Linked DNA regions of Rattus norvegicus: region 2 is linked to region 1. A link is a contact called in public Hi-C data. All regions are on one chromosome and are shown on one strand. Each heading gives the region's core, a stretch centred on a gene start, on an enhancer-like site or on the middle of the called end of the contact. The rest is flanking DNA. Distances are from core to core; before and after follow the strand shown. Region 1 has its middle 5.2 kb from the start of Oaz2. Region 2 overlaps Zfp609 (zinc finger protein 609).

The links. A called contact is a pair of places that touch in the nucleus more often than the background predicts.
Region 2: a Hi-C map of liver shows a contact between it and region 1, with 2.0 times the contacts expected there. The contact joins two enhancer-like sites. A contact is called at or near these places in 2 of 12 Hi-C or Micro-C datasets (kidney and liver).

What each region holds. Positions count from the first base shown.
Region 1 is chr8:75,088,299-75,090,998 of GRCr8, forward strand. No RefSeq gene overlaps it. Among named protein-coding and RNA genes, the nearest start is that of Oaz2, 5.2 kb to the right of the region's middle. Within about 2 kb of position 1,438, at least 19 of the 93 cell types and tissues checked have an H3K27ac peak or open chromatin away from gene starts, as enhancers often do. A contact at or near this core is called in liver, where this site is marked.
Region 2 is chr8:75,197,305-75,200,004 of GRCr8, forward strand. All of the region lies in intron 1 of Zfp609 (zinc finger protein 609), which reads right to left. Among named protein-coding and RNA genes, the nearest start is that of Zfp609, 14 kb to the right of the region's middle. Within about 2 kb of position 1,362, at least 6 of the 93 cell types and tissues checked have an H3K27ac peak or open chromatin away from gene starts, as enhancers often do. A contact at or near this core is called in liver, where this site is marked.

The DNA of each region.
Region 1 (2,700 bases), core at 188-2,687:
AGGCAGGAAGGACCAGAGACCCTCACCTAAGCAGCCAGCTGTTCCCAGTTATATGCAGCTCTGCTTTAACTGTGACCTCAGGGAGAAGCTAGAGCAGCAGTTCTCAATCTGTGGGTCTCAACTGCTTTGGGGATCCCTATCAGATGGCCAGCATAGCAGATATTTACCTTACAATTCATAACAGTAGTAAAATTACAGCTATGAAGTAGCCGAGAGATAATTTAATGGTAATGGCTGACGCTCACCACAACATGAGGAGCTGTGTTAAAGGGTTGCAACATTAGGAAGGTCGAGAACCACAGACTGGGGAAGACTCTAGAAGCCCTCACCCCTTCTTGTTGAAGACTTATGGCCTTTACCTGGAGGAGTACGCACACCCCTGTATGTCATTTCCTCAGCTGTGTTCAGTGAGGAAGTCCAGTAAGTGCTACAGCTTCCCAGAGGGATGTTTGGTGGAATGGTGCAGCCGTTTGTCCCTGGGACCTTAGGAGGAGGGTGACTGTTGCTTGTCTTCCACAGGAAGGAATTCCAGCAGCACTGGTGCTAAAGGTCAAGCGCAAGGCTGCACGAGTGTTAGGCAAATGCTTTATCAACTAAACCACGACCTCGCCTCTAGTGTGGTTTTCTCAAACAGGGTCTGTTGTTTGTTTATTGAGTCAGGGTTTCTCTGTGTGGCCCTGGCTGTGCTGGAACTCTCTCTGTAGACCAGGCTGGCCCTGCAGTCAAAGAGACCCTGCTGCCTCTGCCTATCGAGTGTTGGGCTGAAAGGGGTTCGTTGCCACCAACACCCGGCCACACAGCACTTCTGAGTGCTGGGACTACAAGTGCCAGGTCTAAGGGGAATGTGCTCAATGCTGGCCTTATTTTCAGTGTTCCGATTTCAAAGTCAGGGTCTTACAATGTAGTTTTGGCTGACTTGGGACTCAATATGTAGACCAGGCTGGCTCCCTAGTGCTGGAGGTAAAGGCGTGAATCACCACCATCCAGCTCTATTGATTTTCATTAGATTATAGATCACTGTTTGAAATCTGTTTGACTCACAAAGTTCTTAATTTTTGTGCTGGTTAGAAAAGCTGGGGCTGGAGCCACCTTTGGCCTGTGGTACTCTTAGAGCCTTTTGCCTGAAGGCAGAGCATTGGGCTTCTGTCCATCCATGGCCATGGGCTTGGTTCTGCTATCTCAGTGGTTCCAAAGGGTTCTGGACTGTCTCATTGATGCTGTGGAAATGGCTGGCTGACTGGCTTCTGACTCTCATGGGTTTCCACCTGCTTTTTTACATCCACCCAGTAATAAGAGTTCTGCTGGGAAGCTAGGAAGTTCTAGAAGGATCCCTGTTAGTCCAGAAAGGTCAGGTGATCAGTATTGCCAGGAGTGAGGAGAGCCCCAGGGAGTTGGTCCAGTGGCCTCCAGGGTAATTTCAGGCTTTAGGGCTGGTTTCTATGCTTCTCTCTGGACAGAGTCCAGTGGGAACAAACATACCCTGGTAACTAGTTCTCAAAGGGCAGAGTCCTATGCCTAAAGTGGAAAATGTGTCTTGCATAAACACACACACACACACACACACACACACACACACACACACACACACTCTCATAGTTACTGTACTAGCACTCCCAAGACTTTTCCCATGAAGTCCCACAGTCCCAAGCAGCCGGAAGGGCAGCCAGTCATGGGAATGAGCTGAGGCCCCTTCCCTGTGGAGGCCCACCCCACCCTGCTCAATGTACTGTTGGCCATTCTTGGCCTTAGGAGCCCTGCCCCCCCCCCAGGACTCCCCCCTCTACTTTCAGAGGAGGAAATTGCTGAACAATGTGGCAGATCAGAGAGTGGGCACAGTGCCTAGAGCCCAAGGCCAGGCCAGGTCTTCAGCAGGCCGTGGACTCTGACCTCTGGCTGCCCTGCTGCTCCTGGGCGTTCTCACAGTTCAGGCCTCATTTCTGCTAGGAGACCTCCCCTGGGGAGCAAGTCCTCCTCTTCCTTCCGTTGGTCTTTTCCCTGGGGTGTGGTAGCCCACAGTGTCTTCCTTCCCTCTTTCTCACCATATCAAGGTCGGATGCCCTTCTAGACCTGGCAAGTCCTCCCACTGGGATAGTGGAAGTGCTCCCTCGGGGACACATGGCAGTAAACTCATCACTTCCAGCCTCTTTGTGCTGGAGGATGGTGGGAACCACCACTTGGTCTAAAATAGCGTTCTGCTCTCGTCCCTGACTCCCAGTCAGTCCCAGGTTCAGTGTTCAGTTCCCTAACCTCGAAATGCCTGGTTTATGACTGGTGTGGCACACACCTCTCATTGTGGTACTTGGTTTGAGGCAGGAGGATTAATAAATAGATCCCAAGGGGTCTAGGCCAGCCTGGATTACAGAGTGAGAACCCATTGGAAAATTAAATAGCTTCTGTGAAGGTGTGCGCCCGTCATCTCACACTTGAGAGGTGGGGGCAGGTTGATCAAGGTCATTGATGGCTGCTTAATAGATTCAAAGCCAGCCTCAAAGTTTACCCTGCTGGATTGGCACACACTTTTTAATCCCAGCACTCAGGAGGCAGAGACAGGTGGATTTAGGTGAGTTAAAGGATGGCCTGGTGTACAAAGCAAGTTCAGGATAGCCAGGGCTATTACACAGAAAAACACTATCTCAAAAAACCAAGACAAACAAATATTAGAAGAAAATAAAAAAAGATGGATTTTAGGGCTGGGTGTGT
Region 2 (2,700 bases), core at 112-2,611, 110 kb after region 1:
CACATACACGCATACAGACAAAACACTCAGTTTAATCTCTTTTTTTCTTTTTGTCTGTAGTGTTGGGGGTTGGTCTGGCACTGCTATGTATTCGAGTGCTAAATACTGGCCCCCAAGATCTGGTGTTCCACAAAGAGGAGCTCTTCATGTACATCAAGTGACATACATCATGTGTACCTCAATTTAAAGTTTTAATAGGTTAGTAAAGGTTAGAGCATGTGATTGGGCAGTAGGGAGAGAAAGGTGTGACTTGAGGAGATCGAGTGAGGGATCTGAGGAGAATCGAGAGGGGAGGGAGAAGGGCATGGAGAAAGGAGGAGCTTGCCAGGAAGCCAGCTGGATCATGAGCACGTGGCCCGGAGAAATGGGCCCTGAGGACAGCCTGGTCAAGAACGAAACAGCAAGGGACAAGGGACTTACGACAAAACCTGCCCAATCTAGGCTTACCGCTTATCAACAAAACACCAGGATTTGTGTCTTCTATATGGGTTATCTAGAACACATAATTCTTTTTACACTGTAAACCAGGCCGGCCTCAAACTTACAGTGACCTTCCTGCCTGTCTCCCTAAGTGTTGGGATTAAAGGTGTGCAACACTATGTCCAGCAGATAAATAGTTTTAAAGATATTAACATTTTAAATTTTCTTTTATTTATGTTTATACATGTTGCCTGTTTTTCTATACCTGCACCATGTCTATACAGTGTCTGTGTGGAGGCTAGAAAGGGCACTGCATCTCATTTACTGGAGCTCCAGGTGGCTCTGAGCCCTTGACATGGGGCTTCTCTAAGAGCAGCAAGCACTCTTAACTGCTTAGTCATGTCTCCGGCTCACTCGGGTTTTATATTTCACGATGGCAATGCTCTGAACACTGACCTGTGGAGGCAGTACTGATGTGTATGGTGGTAAACATCTGCAATCCTGGCACTCTAGAAGACGAGGAAGGCGAACCATGAGTCTAAAGGTCCCTATGTAGCAATGCTGTTGGGAATAATTTGTACAGTACGTCATCACTGTTTCACAGTCACCACCCGTTTGTGATTCTTTAGCTGTTTGGTATCACAATTCTTCCAAACCACCCTACTTTATCCATTGGGGGTTGGGGGAGTGGGGAGAGAAAGAAATAGAAAAGGGGAAAAACTAAACCAAAAAACTTCTCCAAGGTCTGGGGGATACACCTCAGTGGCAGAGTCTTGGGTGGAATGTGAAGGTCCTAAGATCAATACGCATTACCTCCTCCCACACACACACACACAAAGGGAAAGTAGCTTCGTTTTACAAAAGCTAAGGAGCAACTACGTGGGACTAGCATGTACATGGGACACGCTTGGAATTTGCTGTTCTGGGAAAAACTTTGTGCTTTGGTCTAGCCAGATTGATTCCCCAGCAGATGTAAACTCTGCTGGTCTTTCCCCGTGGCAATGCTACATTACACAGCACTTAATCTGAGCAGCTGGAAAGCGGAAAAGGGAGGATGTCAAGGCCTACCTGGGATAACTGGGACTCTGTCACAGAAAACTCAGGAAAACTGAGGCCATCCTCAATTGCAAGAGAATGAGTAACCCCAACAGGGAGGGCCTTATCTAGCCATTAAGTGTACACCCTGGACTGAGCCCTAGATGACCGATCTGACCCTCTGTTAACCTAACCAGGTTCCCATTCCTCTTTGCTTTTCCTTTTAAATGTGTGTTTGTGGTTTGTGAGTATATTTATGCGTACATGTACAGAGAGGACAGAGGTCCTTGGTGGTTTTTGTTCGTCTGTTTTTTGTTTTGTTTTGTTTTTGTTTTTGTTTTTTGAGAGAAGTCTTTTATTAGGACCTGGGCTTGCCGCCAACTAGGCTAGCTGGCCAGCCAACCCTAAGGATCCAAGGATCCACCTTTCTCTGGCTTCTTCAGCATTAGGAGAAGCAGTCCGGTTTTCTGCATGGATGCTAGAGATAGTCGCTGTGCTTACCTGTGCTTTCTGACTGAGCTGTCATCCCAACCCCACTATGCACCTCTTATTACACAAGTATTTTGTTTGTCTTAGGGTAAAGCTTAGACTTTATGAATACATATTATCCATCAACGCTGTTCTCAAACGCAAAGCCAGCTTTCTACGGCACTGAAACTGAAAATAATTGTTGTCTTAATGCTAGAGAAAGAACTGGTTGTGTGTCATATTTATGGAGTCAGTGCGGTAAACTTCAGCTTGTCGTTACCCTGAGTAACTCTGAAGGCCAACTCCACACCGAGTATATCACAGTCTGACTTTCCACCTGGCATTTGTAGGAGATGGGAAAGAACAAGAGATACTAGAGGGGGAAAAGTGTCAGCCTCTTTCTGAGACTGCTTTCAAATCCCTACGTTCTCAACCCAAGCACATATGTATAATCAAACCGAGAAATGCCTTATGGCAGCTTTGTCTGAAACAGACATTCCACCAGCTGTGTAGGAGTCTGCAGAGAGGTGGAACCGATCTGCGCTAACGTGGTGTGTACAAACGTGGAGTCACTTTGTGTGATAATTTCCCCAGCCACATAACTGCCAATTTTCAGTGGTATGTATGATCCACTTGAAACACCACAAAAATCTTTTAAAAAATGCATCAAGAGAATAGAATTAGTTTAACTTCTAAGAGTAAAAATAACATACATACTCATGCTAAAAGCTGTTTTTGAAATTTCATTGTACAAGGATGTTAATCTTGCCAAAAATA